2 separate regions of the Mus musculus genome follow, and region 2 is linked to region 1. Evidence: chromatin contacts called from public HiChIP or PLAC-seq data. All regions are on one chromosome and are shown on one strand. Each heading gives the region's core, a stretch centred on a gene start, on an enhancer-like site or on the middle of the called end of the contact. The rest is flanking DNA. Distances are from core to core; before and after follow the strand shown. Region 1 overlaps Gm46401 (a long non-coding RNA gene). Region 2 has its middle 32 kb from the start of Gm35615.

Region 1 (7,225 bases), core at 839-3,338:
AGCAAAGATAGTTATTGAATAATATGCATACACACGTGTGCAATAGCCACACATGTGTGCGTATGCATATGTACATACCTATTTATAAACACATATATTGATTCCTTCATGCCTCTCACCTTTAGAAAAAATTGTTTACATACAGTTATCTGTGTATACCTGTCTCTTTACATATACTTATTTGTATATAGAAGTATCCATTTCTCTGTATTCATCTATTTATTTTCTATCTCTATGTGGCTGGCTGATTAGCTCTCTAGGAAGAGAGATGGTAGTAGAAATGCATGTTTTCTAGACCATAGCAAAACTGTGTTAAGACTTCCTTTACTATGCTTATTTAGCTCTGAATTCTACTTGCAACAAAGCACCTATAATTTATTATCCATCCTGCGAATATTAGAGCTTTTGAGTTCTGTCACACAGTGTGTAATAAATGCAGCAAGTGTTGTATACTTTGTGCTTCAATGTTGTATTTTTTACATGTTCTCATCATGGGAGATGTCAAATGATAAATGTGATAAATGTGCTGGTAGCCTCGGTTTGGTCATTACACCTGTACCATAATATTATGTGATGTCCCATAAGTCTATACCACTAACTTAATCAATAAAAATAAAGACAGAATGCTTTGTGAAAATTGATGTGTTTTTTCTGGCACTAGGTTTTTCTGACCATTACTCTCATAAAAAGTCCATTAGAAGATTGTTGAAAATTTGAAGCCCCATTGGAAAACATATTCAGCTGAGAAAATAACAGTTTTTTACATTTCTTTATTTTATTTGTGTGTAAACAGGTGCAAACATGCCACAGCATGCCTATTGAGGGTAGTTTGCAAAAATTCATTCTCTTTTTCATCCTGTGGCTCTGGAGTCTTAGAAAGTGCTATGAAGTCAACTCACAGACATAGTTTTGAGTTTTGAGCATCCTATAACTGGAAAAGTTGGCCAGTATGGAGTCCTTAAATGGTTTTTCCACAGCCTGTGCCCACAGGATGGAAAGATGGACAAGGCCAGCTAAGTACAAACAGAAACCTTTCAAAGACTCACAGATGGTAATTCCCTCCTCCTCATGCTCTTGAGATTCCTAATGCTGAATACAAGAAACCCTTCCCATATCTGACTTCTGTGTCTCCCTCTCTCTCTTTTTCATGTTTAATTAATCCCCTTTGTCTTATGCTAAATGAAGGAATTATCTTGCCACTTTTACATATAATTAAAGATACCGGAGAAAACCTTATTACCTCGGATCCAACTAATTCACAAATAATTGTGATTTCAATAAGGCCGGGGAAAGCACAAATAATGAGATAGGCAAATGAATTGAGTCGAGGGGGATGGCAGGTGTATAACTTAGCCTGCTAAGGTCAATTATCAGAGCTTCTTAGAAGCTTCCTTTTACAACTGCACTGAGGAACTGCACCAGGTTCTCCAACTGGACCAGTGCCTTCTACACTTCTCTACCACCATAGAGCAAGCTTGTTTGGAAAACTTGGAGACCAGTACTCAGAACACCTCCTTTGGCAGGATTGCTTCACTTGCTCTATAACCCCTTAGCATGGCCTCTTCTACCATCTAACTCTGATCTCCAGGTTCGCTTCTCCACAGAGTAAGTGCAGAATATTTCAGGGTGTCATTTTTTTTTTTAAATTAAGACGTTTGTTAGGAATTGTAGGTGAAATGTCCCCAGAGGGCTTATGGTATGACCATTCAGTGCTCAGATGATAGTGCTCTATTGAAGGCACTAGAAATATTTGGACATAGTCTTAGCTGGGGGAACATCGGTCACGGGGGATGGAAAATCTTGATGGTAGTCAAATTCTGCTTCTGGTCCAGGCTCTGCTTCCTGACCAGCCCATGTAAGAAACTGCAGCTATACATTTCTGCTACCAAGAACCAGCTCATTCTCACCTCCATGTCTGCCCAGCTTGTTGGTCTGAAGCCTCTGCAATTATGGGCCAAAGGAGCCCCTCCTCTGTTGGGTTGCTTCTGTCCAGTTCTTTGTCACAGCAATTGTAACAAATACAAGTTCCTTCTCTGGTGCCAGCAGGCACCCTGGCATCTATTTCTGGATATGGCCTGAAGGGTGGGGACCCAGATCTGTTTCATTAGTCAGGTTGCTATGACTCATGCAATGATTTCTCCTCCTTGTTGCAGCTAATCTGCATCTTGTCAGTTTCCCCCATTCATTTAGTCTTGTTCATTGATTGCCACTTTAGGCTAGGACCCGAGGATACACTACATAGATTGGGAATGTGTAGTCCTTTTAATTTGATTTTTAAACAATTTCAATAGTGCTTATCACTTGCAGACACATTACAAAGTGTGACTCATTTAATTACACTCCCTGTTGAACTCCCATGGTGATAGAGCACACGGCTTATAAAAACAGAGAGCCAGAAAAACATCTTTAGGAAAGTAAAATCTGGCCTGAAAAACTGGCATAGATCACACCTGAGTGGGTCTTGAATTATAAGGCAGAATGTGCTAAATGAGTAACTAACTGGGGTTATTACAAAGTCAGATGTAGGGGTTTGTGAATCCACTGACCATGTTGATGGGCTCATGAAGGATACAGAAAACTCAAACTCCTTTATCAAATGCTCATTTTAGTTGATATAATAAAGGTGTGTGGAATGGAGAGAAGACTACTGTCAGCAAGTATTCAGCTACTGCTATCACAAAAGAAAAATAATAAACTAAGCTAAGTGTGTAGCAGAGAGAGAAATTACATCTGAGGCAAGTCTGGAAGCATAGGCCTGAAATTTAAGACATTCTGGAGAATGACTCTCAAAGAGTGTCAGCAGGAAAGTTCAAGGCTAGATTACGCTATTTAGCAGGACTATATTTCCAAATATTTGTTTTAAATGAAAAGAAATGATGTAATTTTATTATAATTTCAAAAATAAAAGAAGAACACTGAAAAGAGGGTTCCTTTTTCCACATTAGCTTGTCTTTTGGCATGGGTATCATTCAAATCTTGTTTGGGAAGTCATAGTGTTCAGGTATCCTGGCAGTAATTTCTCTTTTCTTTCTAGGAAACATAATCTCATAGCCAACTTCCAGGTTCTTTGGCCCTTCATCTTTCTATTCTCTCTTCTGAGAGTACCATGGGCCTTAAATGTTTTCCTAGCCAGAGAACTATAGGCAGCTGATGACCTCTGGGTGGAGGAGAATTAGCCTCTCCCAGGAATGAGCATCCTAATTGGTTTTCTAATACAAAGTGGTCACCCCTAAAACCATATTCATACAAGCAACACCAAATGGACTCAATGGGTTACATTTATAGAATGCTGCACATATATATGTATATATATGTGTGTGTGTGTGTGTGTGTGTGTGTGTAAACATATATATGTAGCAATAATAATCAAAGTAAAAGAGGCTGTCAATTTGAGAGGGAGTGGTGTATATGAGAGGCATTGAAGGGAGAGGACATAGAATGGTTTGGGAGGGAGGAAGGAGAAGGGAAAGGAGAAAGTAATATTATAAGAAATTAATTAAAATTTATTTTAAAAGAAAGATTTTATTAAATGAGGGCAGTATTGGAATATATGAGGCTGTAGAGGTGTAATGCTCCATGATACTGAAATAAGTTTTAAAATATTTCAGTGATATATGATGATGTGTGTGATGATCAACCACATTCCTCATAATAGAGACTAACTTCCACTGTGAGACATTTTGTCTAAGAATTATGTGCACTGTGAGACAATTTGCCATTTCAAAAGTCTAAGTGTTATGTAATGTACTTTTCCTGGAGAGACTCAATGTACATGTATACTTGCCTCAGATAGGAAGCCACAAAAGACCAAATTATGGCTATCACTCAAGTCAAACTTGGTGAATTAATGAGTTTTATTGGGGTTACTTACAGAAATATGGGCTAGGGGTTACTTATAGTAGCAGACTCAAAACTGCTGCATCATCAGAGTCCACCCTAGGATGAATGAGAGTTGGCAAAACCTGAGCACCTGGAACACATTGCACAGCCATCAGGCAGCTCCAAATGTTGGAAAGTGTCTTTTCCAAGTGACTAAGTTGGTCTAACCATTTTCCATACAGCTCTGCTAGTTTCTGATTCTTCTAGAAAGCTGTTCTGGTCTTTGATGATTCTTTCCAACTTGCATTGTTGGATAATGACTATCAGAAGTTTTCATTGTTTACTCTAGAGAAGGAGTAGACTACTGAATCTGGTCAGTTTCAGGAACTTCCTGAAGCAGTTTCGAGTTGTTTACTTTCTGGATTAAGGAGCTTTTCTGAAGGATGGAATGTTTTAATATTGAAGGAAATTGCTACAAATTGATTGCATGGCTATCAGGTAAAGATATTATTTTCACACACACACACACAAAGCCCAACCTGCAATTCACAAAACTGATGCATTTCACATAGTTTAATGAATAAATAGCTGTTTGGCACCTACTCGATGCTAGGTTATGCCAGGACTGTGAACAGATGAGTTCTGTTGTACTGCCTGTATCTTGAGGAAAAGAAGAAAGAGTCAAAACATCACTTGCACTGGAAATTGATGGAACTGTTGGGAAACAGAAGAGAAGAGGGATAGGGTATCAGATCATAAATAGGATGATCAGGCAAGTCCACATACAGCTGGAAGACTCAGAGTCAAGAGCTGGGATAAATGGGTAGAAGATTCCATGCAGAGAGAACATATAAACAAAACTTTGACAGGAGAAAGAGCCACTGAAATGATAAGAGAAGATGGGAATTTAGTGAGTACAGGAGAGGGAAGCAGAGCTAGAGGTTCATGGGGGATCCATATCTCATAGGTATGTAGGGACTCTGAATGGAAGCCATAGAAGGATTTATACAGCATGGACCATTATGTAATCGACTTTATTTTTATGTGTTGTGTGTATAGTGTATGTATGCAGGTATATATAGCCTTGAACATGCCAAAGGCAGAAGATAACTCTATCCCTCTCTGCCTCATCCCCTTAAAAGAGAGCATAGCACTGAACTAGGATTTGAGCTAGTAGCCAGAGAACCTCCTGCTTGCCTCTTGTGATGTGACAATTACAAGTACAGATGCAGCTTTCATATGCTTGGTGGTGGTTTGAATTCGGGTCTTCTTGCCGTGTAGCAAATTCTCTTACCCACCGAGACATCTCCTGTGGTTTATATTTTTAGGACAGGCTCTTATTCTGTAGTCTAGATGGCTTTGAACTTAGTATGTAGCTAGACTAGCATTGAACTCATGGCAAACTTCCTGCCTCAGACTCCCAGATGCCAGGAACACAGATGTGAGCCATCATTTCTGGCTTGTCACCAGATTATATAAATAATCATTTATATATGATTATTCTGCCTGCTGTTTTGATGGTACTCCAAAGGGTAAGGGCAGAATTGGAAGGTGGTCGGATGGGGAGTCCAGATAGATGCTAAATGGTGGAGCTTGGGTGAATGAGGGAGAGTGGCCAGAGGTTAGACACCTTCAAAGGTAGTGTTGGCTAAATTTGTTAAAAGTTATATGAGATATAGATGAGAATGTCTTGGAATTCGTTCTGAGTAGCTGGGGAAGATTTATTTCTATCCCATGAGTCAGAAAATGAAGGAAAGGACAAACTTGCTAGGACAGCCCATGGTTGCTTAATCCTTGTGTAATTTTCCTTTCTCCTCCCAAGCACCTATAGGTAAGCCTTTATAACCCTCAGAATATGGAAAAAAGCTAAAAAGGAATGGATGCTTCCAGGTCTAGAATTGTACTTTTAAAGACTGGAGCTTGTCCTGTTAGAAAAGTCTTACTCTCGTGGGCTTTGATGAAGGAAGCTGCTATGCTTTGTCTGCTACATGGCAAGCACTTGAAAGAAGCTACTAGCTATAGATACCAAGAAATCAAGACCCTCCATCTAGCCATCTGGAAATCACTGAGTGTTGCCAAGTACCAGCAGAGCTTGGCAGTGTGCCTTTCCCTAGTCACACCATAGGTAAAACTACACACCCAGCCAATCTGGAGAGAGAGCTGAATGTCCATGTTCATCACAGCACAAATCAGATTAGCTGAATTACGAAAGTAAAGTGTTTATCAACTGATACATGATAAATAAATCACTATACACATGCGCGCGCGCACACACACACACACACACACACACACACACACACACACATACACACACATGGTCACTATTAAAAGGAAGAAAATGTTGTTATTCATGACAACATAAACGAATTAGAGGAAATATTGTAAGGAGAAATTTTTTAAAAGGTACAGAAAGATACCATATATATATATCATATATAATATATATGGATATGTGTGCGATATGTGATAGTAGAAAGGTATGGATGAAGTTAGAGTGTACAGAGATCTCAGTGGATATAGCACTTTTCATGCAAGTACGAAGACCAGAGTTTGAGTCTCCAAAACCCCACATAAAAGCTATGTAGGTATCCTATAATCCCTGAAATAGGAATGCAGAGACAAGGGATTCCCAAGGTAGATAGGCTAGCTGATTGGTAGGCTATGGTTCAGTAGAAAGATCCTGACTCAGTAAAGTGCAGACTGATCTGATCAAGGGAGGTCCTTGATGTTGATATTGAGCTTAAGGGTATGGGGGACTTTTGGGATAGCATTTGAAATGTAAATGAAGAAAATACCTAATTAAAAAAAAAAGAGAGCTAAATAAAAAAACAGTTAAAGTTAAAAATAAAAATTCAGAGCACAGATATGCATGTGCACCTGCACACATATGTATCCATTCATATCTTATACACACACAAAAGTCACAGTAAACAATACAATTTTACTCACCTACTTATTTCATGTGACTGCTGTCTCATTAGCTTGTAAGCTTTGGGGAAAGAATGGCATTTTGCTTGCTTATTCCAGTGACACGTATACAATGTGACATATTGCAGATATTCAATAAATACTCGCTGATTGAATAAGTAAGTGAGTAAAATGTCACAGTCAAGAAGACCTTTAAGAGGAGATCCATCTCCTCGAAGGGTCATGGGCATGCTACCTTTTGTGAGTGTTTTTAAGCTTAATCCTGAGTTTGCAAATCTCTTGGTGGATGCATCCAGGATCATCCTGAAAAAAAAAAAAAAAGGAGAGTTTAAAAAATCATTCCATTGAGCACAGGAGCTGGTAACAAGATTGGCAGGTCTTGCTCTTTGGAAGCGGAGATATGAAGACATCTTCCCACCCATGGGTGTTTCTTTCAATTTCCTGCTGTCAGGATAGAGCAGGTCCAAAATGAAAT
Region 2 (7,019 bases), core at 3,715-6,214, 250 kb before region 1:
CACAGTGTACTAAACATTTTCCCTTTGAGATCAACAGAGGTATTCTCAGAGGAAAGTTGAGCCAGTCCAGCAAACATCACTCCCACTTCCGTCATTGCTAGTCTCCTCAAGTTCTATATCCCACACTCAAACTAACTGCTTCCTGCCTCATGGTTTTTCTGCTCCTGATTTCCAGTTGTTGTCTGCCCTTTGCTCCTTGTTCTTAGCCCTATAATTGCCTTATTTGGACAACTAATCCTCACCCAAATTCTAATCTCTGTTCTCCTCCTGTTTTGCTTCTAAAGAAATGTGATTCCTGCTGATGACGACAATTCATCTGTTTGTGATTAAACACTTCCTGGATCATGAAATATCATTTCTGGGAATCTACCCCCAAGAAATAGATGTTCATATGTCAAAGAGATATCCACAAGCCCATGTTTCTTACAGCAGCACTTTTTAAATTAGGCAGAGTATGGAATGAGCAGAGGTATGAAAGAATGAAAGAACAGATAACTGGATAATGGATATATACTGTTCAATTTAATGTAGAAAGATAACTTCTACATAACCCCACTTATAGGAGATATCTGAAAATGTTGAACTTATGAATGCAATATCAGAGTGGTAGTTATAGTGGTTGTGAATGTAAGACTCTGGCGAGCCTTAGGTTAGTAGGGACTCCCTGAGTGAATGACACAGAGATGGGAATCAATGCAAATAGCAAGAGGGATTTATTGTTTCAACATGTTGAGGTCGCCCTGCACATGGAGAGAGAGAAAGGCCATGCGTAGCCTGTCCAGCGAGCCATACAGTTCTACAAGTAGCAGCCATTAGGCACAATGTGATTCGCAGAAAAGTATGACTTTTAAACTAATTGGTCTATAGGGAATGAGGTGGGTGGCCAATGATAGCAGAATGTGCCTATGAGATCTGGTGGTCGGTTCCTCCTCCCTGTGGTCTGAGGAATGTAATTAGTCCCTCCCTTCCAGAGGGGAGGGGTCCTGTAGAATTTTCTAAAGTTCCTGAGCTGACCTCTTCATGAGTACGGTTTTGGAAAGATGGAGGAATGTTGGTCAAATCAACAAATTTACAGTTAGATTAGAAGAGTAAATTCAAGAGGTCTATTGTATAGTACAGCGAATATAATAAGTATCAATGCATCATGTTCTCAAAATATTCAAAACAAGAATTAGAGGGAAGTCATAGAGTTGTGATGAACACAGAAAGTATAAAAACAAAAATGGAAACAAAAAACCCATGATGGCACATGATGGTAAACTCCATTAATTGGGCAGCTCAAGCAGAAAGATCTCACCTTACAAGCCCATGTAGTCTACCCAGAGGATTCATGTACAGCCTGCAGAATTTAGCAAGACTCTGCTCCAAAATGAAAGTAATTATAGCAACAATAACAAAGGGTTGAAGATGTAGCTCAGTAGATGAGTACTTAGCATACGCATGGTTCTGAGTCCCACATCTAACATTGCTGTCAGTCAATCCCACATGTAGCTACTTTGTGCTATGGTATTCAAAGGTCAGGAATGAGTGCTCAAAGTGACTTTGGCCTTGTCAAGACAATAGATACTGTCTGTGCCTTGTAGATGAAAAATTCAATATGAACTGAAGTAATCAGAATCTTCAGAGGGCCTGACAGAAATTTTCTTGATGTTGAAAAATAGAATCAGACAGTCACAGAGAAAGGCTGATGGCAATCTTGTTGAAGAAAACAGAAGAAAAAAATACTTAGGGTGGCTTCTAATATGAAACAGACCAGTGTGTTGGCTTACTGGTTATCTCCCACTGTGCAATATGTTGTCTCAGTATTGGCAGCTTGAAACAACACACATTTATCATCTGACATATTTTGTAGAACATGACTCTTTGTGGAGCCAAGCTGGCCCAGGGCTCCTTAGAGGCTCACAATTAGGGTGGAGTTCTCGTTGGAAAGTTCTACTTCAATGTCCTCTGCTTCTGAGCTCCCTTCCATGGATATAGCCAGGATTGTTTCTCCAGGATTGGTAGACTTATCTCCAGTCTAAATTAGTAAAATCTAGACTGTTAGCTGAGACAACCCTATTGTCCTCACCCAGTGGATCCTCTAATAGATAAGGCATAGAAGAAAGCCAGGGAGAGACAAAAGGAGGCAAAACCTAATCATAACCTAATCTCAAAAGTGACAACTCTCAATACTGTAATAAATAACAAAGGATTATACAGAAGAGATGAGGATCATTAGGGACAAATTATTTTCCATTAGATATTTTCCATAAACTTCTCAGGATCCTGCACTTGGTGCTAAAATTATATATAAATTTCTTTGTGTGTGTGTGTGTGGTGTGTAATCTTAGTGGATATACTCTGACTAATGTCCAAATGGCTCCACTGCCATGACTATGACAAAGCATCAGGTCAAAACCTCATACTTCTGAAAAGACCTTAGACAACATATTAACAAGTTTGATTAGAGCCTGGGCCAGGGGGCTGGAGGTGGGTCAATCAGTAAAGCAGCTGCCTTATAAGCACAGAGATCCAAGTAGGATTGCCAGAACCTAAATGAAAATTATGGGCATGGTGAAGGCATGCTTTTGCAATCCCTTTGCTAATGTAGCAGAGATAGGTGGATCCTGAGGGCTAGCCAGGGTAGCCTAATTAGTGAGCCTCAGGTGAATGATAGGCCTCATATTAAAGAATGTAGACAACATTTCTGGTTTCCATATGCATGACCATATAATCTTCCTTCCTTCCTTCCTTCCTTCCTTCCTTCCTTCCTTCCTTCCTTCCTTCCTTCCTCCCTCCCTCCCTCCCTCCCTCCCTCCCTCCCTCCCTCTCTCTCTCTCTCTCTCTCTCTCTCTCTCTCTCTCTCTCTCTCTCTCTCTCTCTCGTATTCAATACTTTCATATTCAGTGGGTCTCATGGGACATTTTTGTGGTTTTCTGCAAAAAGGCGGAGGATGAGTTTTGGGAAATGTTTCTGTCATGCAGAGTTCTACAGAAGCCTTTACTATGTCTTGTATGCTCTAGGGAAAGGCAAGTCCATTGAGTGGGTGATCGTGAATGTTTGCCTTGCCCTAGCTTGTCTCCTTACACTGTACATGAAGGCTGAAAGGCATCTTTGTAGAACTGTCCATAAGCAGACATGCATTTCTGGTATAGCACAACCTTCCTCACTCACTACTCCAGCGGTGGACAGGGTATAGCTCTGACTTTGGTACATAAAACTAAAATGAGTCATCCAAACCTATCTGAATGTTACTATGCTGTGATATGCAGAAAAGACAAAGTTTCTCAAGTGCTTCTGATTTAGTTAATGGTCCTGTATCTGCCTTGTATCTGAGACATTATGATGGTTTTTCTCTGTAATGTTCTCCCCATGAGGTCAAGATTTTAACATGTAATCCAATGTTTGTAGCACCATGCTGAAGGCTAGAAGTTTTTATAGATTGGTACCTGAGTTGTGGAAATAGGTTACTATGGAGATACTCACCACCCTTGATTCTCATCTCATTTCCTCCACTATTTGGTTAGGTATTGTTCTAGCTCAAATTTTTTTGTTGCTATACCAATAACCTAGCCAAAAAAAAAATCACTTAGGGGAAAAAGAGTTTATTTAGTTCACAGTTCCTGGTTACAATCCATCATAAAAAAGAAGGCAAGGTGGCAGGAATTTAAAATAGCTAATCACATCCCATCCACATTCAAGAGCAGAGAAAGTATCAGTGTAAACATGATTCTTCATGCTCAGCACCCTTGCTACACTTACACAGACAGAACCTCCTGGCTATAGCATGGTGCCACCCACTGTAGACTAGGTCTTTCTATATTAATTAATAATTAAGACCCTCATAGACATGCCCACAGGAAAACAGATTTAGAAGATTTCTAATTGAACCTCTCTTCTCAAGTGATTCTAAATTATGTCTACTAGGCAATTAAAACTGTGACAGCCCTCATGTAAAAAAGCGTTTGCCACATGCCACATTGTTATGAAGTGCTTGAGTCCTCTGAAATCCTGAGCAAAAATAAACCCTTACTTTAGGTTGTTTATGTCAGGCTGGAGTGATGACTCAGTGGGTAAAGTGCTTGGTTGCTATATAAACATAAGGACTTGGAATTTAGATCTCTATCACCCATGGAAAGGCCAGGCATAGCAGCACATATTTCCAACCTAATTAGGAGTCAGAGACAAGTGGACTCCAGGAGTTCACTGTTCAGTAAGCTTAGCCAAACATCCAGATCAAGGGTCAGTGAGAGACTTTGTTACCACTCCCTCAAATAAGGTAATGAGTGATAGAGAAAGATAACCAATGTCAACCTCTTTTCTCCAAATGTGCATGCACCACACACATACAGATTTTTATGAAAAGTTGTTTCTGACATATATTGGTCATGATGAGAACAGTTAACTAATGTGAAGGTTAACACATACTTGCTTACCTCATTTCCTGCCTTTCAGGAGTCTTATTCTTATCTTGTTGGATAGAAAGCAGGACATGACTCAATGGTAGTGTGGTTATATTGACTTTAACCTAAGTGCTATGGAGGTAGTCCAAGGCAGAGGAGTAATTCTACTAGAGGAATTATACATATTGGGAAATAGGTAGGACATGAGATATTTCTCAAGTGACATATAATCAACTCCTCAGATGATGTCACTGGATGAGTATTCAGATTTCCCATCAGGGGATGGATCCTACACTCTATATTAAAAAGTAATGTCAAATCCCTGTGGTCTTACTTTCTACTATTCTCAATGCTCCCATGGCTAGATGAAATACCATGGGTAGCCAATAGTAGTAGCGATGTGTCTCTGTGCTTGAACGCTGTTTGAAGACAAACCTTCTTGAAGACTTTGTATGAGCCTCTGCAAGGGAAAGGTCTGGAAAGACAATTATACGCAGTGCATTTCAACCCATATGGCTGAGTCATGTAGAGAAAAGGATCAAGGTCACATTGTGGGGATATCCCGAGGTGCAGGACAAGGAAGTTAAGTCCTCTTCCTTTCACCCAGCTGGCTCATTCCCAAGGCAGAATTGCCAGATGGATGAACTCATACAGATCTAAAAGGAACCATACAAATGGTTGTTTTATTCGCAGTCATCAGATGTCAATTTCACCTCTCCTTATACTTCTGTCTATAGATAATTTGAACCATTTCAGGTGATAAGAGGCCTGTTAAAACCATTATGTTGTTGTTGTTATTGGGGTTTTTGTTTGTGTGTGTAGTGTGTGTATGTGTGTATAAACTGTAACTCATTTATTTTCACAAGACATTACCCATAAATTGTGTATTGAAATCCTATGGGCAAAACTCCCACTAGAATTTGCCTCCCTTGGCAGATGAGTAAGCCGACACATTGCGTGCTAACCTCATAGTTTTCTCTTTATAGAAAAATCAACCCCTTGGGGGAAAGCAGACATCATGCCTCTTGTATCCTCAAATCCTGAGAACTCGTAGGCCTGAACTAAAAGAGCTGGAAGATCCATCTTGAGGAATGTCTATGACCTCTTGGTGTTTGTTCTTTGGCTGTCAGATTTGTAAATACCTCCACAGTCTCACTGATGGAGTGCATCCTGCTTGTTGCTGATTGTGGACTCTGTGTGACAGGCCTGCTGAGAGCTCACTGAGAAGACAGGAATGTGTTAGGGAGTCACATTATACTTAGAACATTACACGTGTCATTGTACCTCAGTCTAAATACAAACTCAGGCTCCTAACTTTATCCAATTTCTACAAATAAATACATTGGTTATTTTTCTCATTCCTCTGACTACAAAACTATACAAAAGCAACTTAAGGGTCAAAAAGATTTATTTTGGCTCATGGTTTCAGAGAGGAAGTTCATCATTGGCAGGAAGGCATGGAAAACTAGTTCAATGGATGTGGGAATGGAGAGCAGAGTACTTCAAACATGGTGAAGCAAGAATCAAAGTATCACCTTTAATGTCTTGTGCTTACCAGATAGGAACAGCACCCAGAGGATCCACAGTCTGTCAAGGAGCATCACCCACTGAGGACCAATCACATGCACCCATTGGAGGCAGTTTGCATTCAAATCATGAAGAGAAGGAAAGCAACACTTTTCTTGGGTTTGGTGACCTTCTAGAAGTTTCACAGGCTCTAAAAAATGAAGTTGTAATCCTACTTATTTCATCTAGCTTGGAGTCTGCCATTTGCACTGGACAGCTCACCTGTCTCATGGACACCACAGCAATTTTGTTTCCTCTGCCTATTAGCCTCAACATCAATCTCTTTCTCATGCCTTCCTGTACATCAAACTCTCTACCTCAGTTACCTTCTTCTCTGGATGGGAATCTAGGTCTACTCCTTATTGTCAATAGCTTGAATCTGCTTTCTCTCCACTTTCTCCCTCATTAACAAGACAATGTGGTCAATATCTCTTTTGCAAGTTATTAAGGAGATGAGATGAATTGCTTCTTATTAACATTGTGTGTACAGTGTTAGTATGTAGTGCCCATGCCCTGGTGTGTATTTGAAGGTTAAAGGACATCTTTGTGAAGTTGATTCTGTGCTTCCATTTTTTCTATGGGTTCCAGAGATTGAATTCAGGCCACAAGGCTTACACAGTAAGAGCTTTTCGAGTCTGAGCCAAGTCCCTAGCCCAAGATGAAATGCTTCTTATAGATTTCTAGTTCCTTCACTCTCCTTACAGAGAAGTGTTATTCCTAAACCTCCTACACATGAGTATCCCCCAATTAACGTATCAAAAGGCATATTGGTGTAAACATAATTCAGATTAACAGCCCAAGGCACACAACTTCTGTTCAAAGAAAACCTTTCCTTCAATATGTGAACTTCAAAGGTTTAGAGGCCTGGAGATTAACTGGCAATAATGAGATGAACAAAAGAGTCAGGATTTATACATGTATTTGAACAACCATTCAATAAATAGGAAATATTGGAAGATAAGCAGCTGAAGGAAGGTGATACTGATTTGTGCTAATTTTTTGAGGTGGTATCATGGTGGGGAAAATATCATGGTTGACTGCTACATGGTAGAAAGAGAGAGCTAAAACCAT

The links. HiChIP or PLAC-seq counts read pairs in DNA pulled down with a chosen protein or histone mark.
Region 2: a contact with region 1 is called in a FOXA1 HiChIP or PLAC-seq map of pancreatic cancer cells. The contact joins two enhancer-like sites. A contact is called at or near these places in 1 of 484 Hi-C or Micro-C datasets (nephron progenitors) and 3 of 115 datasets of contacts at active chromatin or transcription factors (bone marrow-derived macrophages, fibro-adipogenic progenitors and pancreatic cancer cells).

Annotation. Positions count from the first base shown.
Region 1 is chr13:6,004,769-6,011,993 of GRCm38.p6, reverse strand. Gm46401 (a long non-coding RNA gene) reads right to left here. Exons shown (of 6, transcript XR_001780857.1): 4 at 6,986-7,053; 5 at 4,423-4,533. Among named protein-coding and RNA genes, the nearest start is that of Gm46401, 93 kb to the right of the region's middle. Within about 2 kb of position 2,088, at least 36 of the 459 cell types and tissues checked have an H3K27ac peak or open chromatin away from gene starts, as enhancers often do. A contact at or near this core is called in pancreatic cancer cells, where this site is marked.
Region 2 is chr13:6,253,431-6,260,449 of GRCm38.p6, reverse strand. No RefSeq gene overlaps it. Among named protein-coding and RNA genes, the nearest start is that of Gm35615, 32 kb to the left of the region's middle. Within about 2 kb of position 4,964, at least 31 of the 459 cell types and tissues checked have an H3K27ac peak or open chromatin away from gene starts, as enhancers often do. A contact at or near this core is called in pancreatic cancer cells, where this site is marked.